Linked DNA regions of Mus musculus: region 1 is linked to region 2. The links are chromatin contacts, called in public promoter capture Hi-C maps. All regions are on one chromosome and are shown on one strand. Each heading gives the region's core, a stretch centred on a gene start, on an enhancer-like site or on the middle of the called end of the contact. The rest is flanking DNA. Distances are from core to core; before and after follow the strand shown.

Evidence for each region. Promoter capture Hi-C pulls out the DNA fragments that hold promoters and counts their contacts.
Region 1: a promoter capture Hi-C map of pre-B cells shows a contact between it and region 2. The contact joins the promoter of Sel1l here to the promoter of Adck1 in region 2. A contact is called at or near these places in 2 of 39 promoter capture datasets (cranial neural crest and pre-B cells).

Annotation. Positions count from the first base shown.
Region 1 is chr12:91,847,588-91,852,356 of GRCm38.p6, reverse strand. It overlaps Sel1l (sel-1 suppressor of lin-12-like (C. elegans)), which reads left to right and starts at 3,200. Exons shown (of 21, transcript NM_001039089.1): 1 at 3,200-3,398. The coding sequence starts at 3,326.
Region 2 is chr12:88,358,214-88,362,619 of GRCm38.p6, reverse strand. It overlaps Adck1 (aarF domain containing kinase 1), which reads right to left and starts at 2,106. Exons shown (of 11, transcript NM_001277297.1): 1 at 2,025-2,106. It also overlaps the pseudogene Gm5655.

The DNA of each region.
Region 1 (4,769 bases), core at 1,951-4,450, 3.5 Mb before region 2:
TTGAAGGAGAGAAGTCTGGACAGGAACTCAAACAGGGCAGGAACCTGGAGGCAGGAGCTGATTCAGAGGCCATGGGGTATGCTGCTTACTGGCTCCCTCCTCACGGCTTGCTCAGCCTGCTTTCTTATAGAACCCACAAATACCAGTCCAAGGATAGCACTACCCACTGTAGGCTGGGCTCTTCCCAATCAATTACTAATTAAGAAATTCCTTACAGACCTGCCTACAGCCTGATTTTATGGAGGCATTTTCTCTCCCCACTTCTTTAGAAATTTCACATCATGCACTCCAATCCCACTCCCCTCCCACTCCCCTCATACCTGCCCTCCACCCTTGTGACCTCTCCTCCCAACAGAGGAAAAAAAATCATTGTGGTAGCTGTAGTGTGTCACAGTGTGCCCCACAGCATACCCTTTTGTCCACACTGCTTTGCTTGCAAATGTTCATCGCAATGAGTCGGTGGTCTGGTTTGAAGCCTCTGGCTTCTGCTACACCATCAATACTGGAACTTCACTGGGACTCCTTTCAGGCATCCTGTTGTTGCCCTGTGTCATGGAGATCCCGTAGTTTTGGATCTGTAGGACTGGCTTCTTTATGCACTCCAGCAGTTCACTGATAGGGTAGATGTTGCAGTGGGCAATTTCAAAGCCCTGGATCTGGGTCTGAGTGGTAGCTAGCTGGTCAGCCTGCCAGCTCTCCTGCACCCACACCACCCAGATGAGCTCTCCTATCTTGCCCTGGCTGGTCCATCCAATGCTGTAGCCAGCAAAGGGCAAAGCCAGGTCTCCTGCTCTCATGTCCTCAGGTCTGGGTCATCCACACCCATGCTGTCAGGACCAGCTCTACTATGCTGCCCAGATAAAGGGCAGGACCCACTTTTCCAAGTGTTGCAGCTGATGAGGGACAGGGCCAGTTCTCCCACTCTCGTGACTCCAGAGCCAGCTCTTCCAACTGCCATAGTTATCAATGGATGAGGGGGGAGGAAGCCATTTCTCCCTCATCCACACCACCACACAGGAGACAACAGTAAGAGCCAGCTCTCCCATGCTCTCACCCTCAGTCTGGCTCACCCAAAATCTTTATTGGAGACACATAGAGATATATAGTTATATATCTATATCTATATCTATCTATATACACATATACAGATATAGATATATCCAGATTGTTAGTAAAGAAACAGCCAACATGACCACTCCATGATAAGGTTAAGGTTTTAGTTGTTTATATAAGCAGGAAAACAGCCAGATGCATCTAGAAGAGTCCAGAACAGAAAGGGAAGCAGGCTGTGTATGGCCTGGCCTAGGAAAGCAGGACAGAGGAAGAGAATCTTGGAGACAGCAAGAGATGGCAGACGGGGAGAATAATAAGGGTTGGGGTGCCTGCAGGAAGAGTAGAGAATAGTGAGCTATAAGGAGGGTGAGTAGCTTCTGGGAGGGAAGGGCCAAGAGACCAATGAGAGAGCTTTGGAATGTACAACAAGTACTTGTGAGCAGAGACTGAGAGCGCCTAGAGGCTGGCATAGGCTTTCCTATACAGCCACAGGTCCAGGTCAATGGAGAGCCGTATGTCACTTCTGCCAGAGGTATGAGAAATGATTCCTTTTGGCAGATGGAAAGCAATTTCACAAGTTTCTGAAGAATGCTGGCTTTTATCAACCCACCAGAAGTCCTCCTGTGGTCCAGCTGGAGCTCATTTCTGAATATTCAGACACCCTGAGATCTAATATTGAGGACCTTAGCTCCATCCTTCAGAACCCAGGTTTTTTAAAAGCAAGCACAGCAGCATGGGCCTGGAATCCCATTACTGTGGCAGAGCAGACATGAGAATCCTTGGGACATCCTAGTTAAACCAGGGTTTGGCTAGATGAATCAACAAGGCCCATGTTGAGACCTTGTCTCAAAAAATAAGGTGGAGAAGGTAGAGATCAATTGAGAACGAACCCTGACATTAACCTCCATCCTATACACCTTTATGCGCATGGTGCACGCACACACACACACTGAGGGGGTGTTGGGGGGCATGGGGGAAACTGTTCCCCATGCCCTCTGATGCAAACGTACAGCAGCTAATTTTTTAACATCTTCCTAAAAATAATGACTGCCAAAAAAGATAGAAAACAAGTGTTCAGAGAAGTCAAGACACTGAGACAGGAAAGACTTTCCCCCCTAACCCCCTGCTGAGTTCTGTATGCAGTGCTGGAAAATAAATCTTAGAAGGATTCAATTTGATTAAGAAGACTGAAAAGCATCAAGATGCTGCCCTGCCACTCAAAGGGATTGTGCGTGCATCGGTACTTACTACATAACTATTGCAATCCCTGAAGTGCCTTGGCTCTCACCTCTGTGGCCACACAAACCATCTAATCCCTTTTCTGGTCAAGGAAAAAGAGAGCATTGCAATATTTCACTAGAGAAGAATGAGGACCAGTGTTTGAAGGGTTTGGGAGAGCTGTTAGAACATTTATTGAGTGGCTAATATATATGGAAGCCTTAGTGAAAACAATCACAGGAGCTGAACTAATCTCCACTGGTAGGAATTTCTTCCCTTTTGTTTTATTAGGGAAATGACAAGCGGCATTGTCTTGTACTGCTGGCTCTGTAAACTTCACGTATTGCTTCACCTAAGCTTTTTTTTTTTAAGACTTAAGTATTTTTTTTAACTAAATATTTAAAATTTTCAGTTCAGGTATAGCTTATTTCTCAGCGTTCATATCATGTCCAGTTCAAGTTCTCAAAATAATTAAAAAGAAATACTTAGCAACCTTGCAAGTTCTTAACCGTTTGATATCTGTTCCTTGATAATTATTCTGGTTCAAACGCAAGAGTCCAGTGAATCATTTTCTTGAAACTCCTTATGCCCTCAGCCACCTGCGGCTTCTAACCTGACTTTATGCTAAACTGCATCTCCCAAGAGCATCGGCCGAGAAAAATCTAGTGCGGTGCATGGTGGGAGTTGTAGTCCTGGATGAGGGTTCCCCCGCCTTCGAGCCGCTGATTCAGGCGCTACCAATTAGCTGGGGCCATGTCGGTGAGGCCGTGGTCCAACCGGGAAAGCTGGTATGACAACTGTACACAATGATTGGCTAAAAGATGACATAGGGGGCGTGACTATGTGTGGGGTGGGGCGATCACGGCCATTGGCCAAGGAGGACGGAGCGGCGGGCGCGGATTGGCTGCGCTCTGGGCCAGGGAGGCCTGGGAAGGGGCGAAGAAGGAACCTGAGCAGGAAGAGCGGCTGCGAGGCGGCGGCACAGAGGCAGCGGCTGAGTTGGTCGCGGCGACGGCGACGGCGACGGCGAGGGCTCTCGACCTTCGAGAGCAGGATGCAGGTCCGCGTCAGGCTGTCGTTGCTGCTGCTCTGCGCGGTGCTCCTGGGCTCGGCAGCCGCGACCTCGGGTCAGTATCGAGCCTCGGGCAGCAGGCCCCGAGCCACCGCCCCCCGACCGCGGTGGAGACAGGGCCACGGGGCTCAGCGGTCTCGGGCACTGCTCGCCCTGACTGTCACTCGCTCTTGCCTTGGGCATCGGTTAGCCTGGGCCGAAGAGGGTGCTTAGGAAACTGGACATAAGGAAGGGCTGGTCACCCTGCCCACACCTCTCCCACGCAGCAAACTTTAGGTGACTTCTGACGAATTAGGAATTGCCCAATTAGGAGGGGATTCCTGACGGCTGGCTTAGACCCTCAGAGATTCCTCTACCTTCACGTAGGTGATGTGTGCACAGGCTCTGGGACACGCTGGGGTTTGCAGTTGACATACCTGGAGCTGTCACTTTTGTGCAGAGCAGGGTTCATCCGGACTAGGATGTTGACAGTGGAGGAATTGCTCAACACCTGATCTGTTAGTCTGGTTTTTAAAAGAAAAAACTCTGATATAATTGTAGTCACTTGTCCCCCGCGTCCTGGGAAAAATGTGACCTCTGCCACGGTGTCCATGGTCTTTGAGTTTGTAGATAGTCATTTTATTTATGGGTTTTGAGACAGACTTAGTTCTTTCAAAATTAATAGAAAATAATGTTGCCCTTTTCTGTAGGTACAAAAAGCCGTGTGCTTTTAAATTGATTTTTCGACTAGCTGACTTACATTACCTCTTTGCAAAGGATTTTCTTTTTTAATGTTTTGATCTGCCTATATCAGAAAACTTACTGTCTTAGAAATGTTTCTCTTAAACGTACTTAGGATGTTTTAGAGTGAATAAACATTGACTCCTGGAAGACTTTGAGATTTTTAATCAGTTTCGCTTAACAAGACAGCTGTTGGGTGGCTTTATACTTTTTTCTGGAACACTGCAAAATGTAAATGTCATCTTTAAAAAAAAACAAAAAAAAACCCGAATTTCCCCAGATGGTTATTTGAATCCCCAGATCCTCCGTTCTAGTTGTAAATGAAAGCCATAATGTCATCCTACTTCTAAAATCGAGTTAGACCAAAATGCTGTCTCCGGTGTGTTTGGAGACACCCTTTCAAATGTGGCAAGCATATGGTAACCACTTTACTGCCAGCATTATGCTTGAGGTTGATCCTGCTTCATTTGAAATGACAGTTTGTGTTGAAGAGCAGTTCTTTAAAGACTACAATACTTGACTCTGGCAGAAATTCTAGCGGGTATTGTTCAAAAGAAGTATGCCGTGGAAGCTGCCCTTGCCTTGGGTAAAGTACCTGATGGGCTGAGTTCCTCTTGGGGTTTTGCTAAGTTTTAGATCTAGAATATACCACATACCCATACATGAACGAGCTCTGTGACTCTTCACACTGAAGCGCGAAGATTCC
Region 2 (4,406 bases), core at 857-3,356:
AGAGAACCCTGCTGAGGGGAGTCATTTAGGAAGAAAACTCTATTTGTCCCCAACAGTGACCCTGGCTACCTTCCATTTCCTATAGAGATTATTGGGCAAATATACATTTTGTTTTTGTTTTTCTTTCTGGAACACTTTCCAAACCAGAAAAGACCCAAATATACTCTTGGAGAAAGCAGGCAATGACGAATCCATGCCCAGGAACATGGCCTGAGGAGGCTCCCAGTCTTCCCCATCCTACAGTTAGGTAACGTTCAATGCAAGAGTGAGTTTTAACTACACTTCTTAGTGTGTAATGGACAGAACTTGCTTGGATCAATACTAATTAAACTAAGGAATCCCAGACCAATGCCAAGGTTTCTCAGCAGATAAGCAAGATAAATCTCCCCCAGCACAAGAGAACTTTTTCCACTCAGCTCACCTTAGGAAGGGGGACTAACAACTCAAGGGCAAGAGCAGCGGGCAGCAGGTAAGAGAAGTGAGTGAGCTTCCAGAAGTGCTCAAATAAATAGCTCACATAACTTGCACAACTAGATTCTCAAGTACAGACCACTGGAGCTTCACTCTACAGACAAGGCAGTAGAAGAAATTGCCCAAAGGAGCCAAGGGAACAAATGCTAGAGTCCACGTGTGTCTGTGCCGCCAACAGAGTGCATATGAACAAGGAATTGGCTGGAGTGGCCAGTGGTTCTCTGTCTCGGACATTTAGTCCTAGATAACCCAGGCAGGGTGTGTCCTACTGGGAGACAAGACAGGGATGGATGGCTATACCAAGCACTCTAGCCATTCACCAGTCCAGTCTCTGGCAAGGAGGGGACTGAGGGGGTATGTTTGGAAAGAAATAAAGTGTGATAAATTCTCTCAGAAGTTAAAATCTCACACCATAAGGCCCGTTGAGTATCAGCCAAATACCACAGTAAAATAAGAGAGAATATAATCCAGGATAAAAAGGACCCAGGTGGCAAAACTACATGGATATATGTACATAAAGTAATGGGGTTGGGTTGCAGTGTGTAAAGCAGGTGCCATGAGTGCTACAACTACAATATCGAAGCTAGCCACAGGGACACAACCACCCCCCACCCCACCCCCCACCCCCACACACACACACCATAACCCAGTGTGACAAATCGATATGGACTTTTTCTTATAAAATAGCATTCAAACTTATAGTCCCCGGGGTAGCGACATGGCATCTCCTGGGTTCATGTTGGACATGCCGATCCCAGAGTTCAAATATCACACTAAAATCAGAAGTTTAAAGAGGAAGTGGGCTGAATTCTGTGTAGTAACAAGCCCTCCACATCACTCTGCTGCACACTACATACACACAGCCTGTGAACCACAGTGACAAGAAGACGCTTAAAGAAAAATTGTCACAGGACAAAATCCAATTCCTAGCAACTCCGCAACTATATCTTGAGCGCCTACTAAGCGCTAAGCTTCTCACTTTCGTGGCAAGTAAATGTCAACGAAGTCTGGGACAGCTGTACTATGAAAGTCTTCTCTCCGCACATCTGCTGGAAGCACTGGAAGTCTCCAAGGTACTGGGGAGTTAAGGAGACTGGAGCCTGTAGCAAGCCTAGGTGACCTGACTTCTGGGGAGGCCCCTGCTCTTCACCACTCCACGCTCATCGCCCCAGCTACCTCTGCGTGGGAGCCCACAAGGTCACCGATGTCTGAAGGCTGCCGGCGGAGCCACTCGTAGCCCCTCTTCACCTCTGCCTACTCCAGGGCACGCAAGGTTGGGCCACCCAAGTGGCCAGTCCACACTAAGGACCTCTAGGACACCGAGCGAGAGAGTCACAGCCAAGGGGGCGGGGCACTGCGAGTCACCTGAACCACGTGGTTTCGCCAGCTAGGGTGACAGGGTCACAGGCTCGAGTTTCCTCCCAGCTTCGTCTGGGCGGCAGAGCCTGAGCTCAAACGTCGCGGAGCACATCTGCACCGGACCCACCGCTCTCCACGTCCCGCACAATCTGGCAGCGGGATTGGCCAGGACTCTGTGCGCGGGTGCTACTCACCAGAGGGTAGGGAAGCTGCGCCGCGCAGCCCGGAACCCAAATTCCAGGAAACAGTGCTTTCGCCACCAGAGCGCCTACAGAAGCCGGTGCCGCGAGGCCTGCCGGGATTTGTAGTTCTTTTCTGTTCCTTAGACTAGAGGCCACAGCTGTGGTCCCTGAGCCAGAGGAAAACCTTTCCTTGTCTGCTAAGATACCGACAAAGAATCATACTGAGAATAATTTAAGGAGTCAAAGTATAGATCCATGTTTAATGGATGATGTAATTCTGGATCTGTAGATTTTAAGTAGGCATTAGATTCTAATTAGAATTCTAATGAGTGAGTCAGCTATTCCTGTTGAAACGAAGACCTTGAGAGAAATGAAATGAAACCTTGTTTCAGTGGAGAGAATTGTAGGAGAGGTTAAATATTTCTGTGAAAATTGCCATTATTATACGGAAGCAAAGCGAAGTCTCTGGTTTGACAAAATGCCTATTATCACTATTCATCTGAAATGCTTTGCTGCTACTGGAGTTTGATTGTTATGGTGGTGGACTTTCCAAGACCAACACTCCTTTGTTGATACCTCTTAAGCTGTCACTAGAAGAATGGAGCACCAAGCCGACTAATGACAGCTATGGATTATTTGCTGTTGCAATGCACAGTGGCATTACTATTAGTAGTGGGCACAAACTCTACTGCATCTGTTAAAGTCCCTGGCTTTTAACAGTCTAGAACTCGATGAGGGGAATTTTGTGGTTGACCAGATGTGTGAAATAGGTAAGACAGAGCCACTGAATGAGGAGGAAGCAAGGGGGTGGCTGAAAATTATGACGATGAAGTATCAATTAGATTTGGTGGAAAAGGTTTTGAACAACAACAATAAAAAAAATGTAGAAGGTATTGGACTTCTTGGAGGACAAAAGAGCAAAGCAGACTATGAGCTGTCCAACAAAACATCTAATCCTGATAAGGTGGTTGGGACCCCATTCACTGACAATAGAAATTCTGAAACTAATGATACTAATGGGACCCACGAATCTGACAGGAACGAAGACTCCAGTGACCCAACAGGCGTTAACATGAATGGAGTTGAGAATGAAATTTCCTATGCAGTGCAAAACTTAAAGGAGTATGAGGGGAAGTAGTTGCTTTTTGATGATTCTAAAGCAAAAGTTACATAATAGAAAGACTTTCTGAGTTCTCTTTGCCCTTCTACATCTCCTACATCAACTTCCTACTTGCCATTCTATAAAAAATTATAGTGAGTATATTTTCCCTGTAAATATTAAACAGACACGGACAGATGTTGGTAAAGTTGATTACATCTAAGGGTCTTTAGTTTATCTTTTGAAGCTATTGGATATTATTGGTCTCTCGAGGCTTTTACATACTTTTTACCTATTTTTTAAATACTGAAAACCATGTTGACTTTTTAGAATCATTTTCCTTACTACAGACAAGTGATGGATAAGCTGGGAACCAACTTGTCTAGATTCTAAATGATCCAAAATGGAAACTTGAAACAATTAACACTTTTGGATTTACATGATCTTTTGTGTTTGCTTTTTAAAATACAGTGCTTGTATTTGTATTCTCCATATTTTGGAGTAATTATCTATATGATGGTTATTGGTCTGGCTTTTTCACCCAAGAAACCATTTCATTCAGTATATTTAGTGTTATAATAGCCATGAAGCCAAATCTTTGGGCTGTGTCAGAGACACAAAGTCTAGAATATGTATATTCACAATGGTGTATATTTTGTGCCTTGAATAACTTTGGAAAGTGCCTCAGAAAACCTGGCAATCCCCTCTATCTTCATAAGAATTTTATATGTATTTATGAAGATGACTCTGTACTCTAGTCAATCTTTTTTGGCATGACCAATTTATATCTCTTCATATTCATTCTGTATGATCTGTACATAGTACACCAACTTAGAGGTGTGACTGTTAAGTTATTTAAAAACAAACAAACAAAGCTGGAGGTCAAAAAAATTAAACTGTTTAACAACAACAGCGAGAGAGAGAGAGAGAGAGAGAGAGAGAGAGAGAGAGTTAGCAAGGGCTGGAGAGATGGCTCAGCAGTTAAGAACACTGTTCTTCCAGAGGTCCTGAGTTCAATTTACAGTAACCACAAGGTGTTTCACATCCATCTGTAATGGGATTGGATGCGCTCTCCTGGTGTATATAAGAACAGCTACACAGAAGATGGCCTAGTCAGCCATCACTGGGAAGAGAGGCCGCTTGGTATTGCAAACTTTATATGCTCCAGTACAGGGGAATGCCAGGGCCAAGAAGTGGGAGTGGGTGGGTAGGGGAGCAGGGCGTGGGGGAGGGTATAGGGAACTTTCAGGATAGCATTTGAAATCTATATAAAGAAAATGTCTAATAAAAAATAA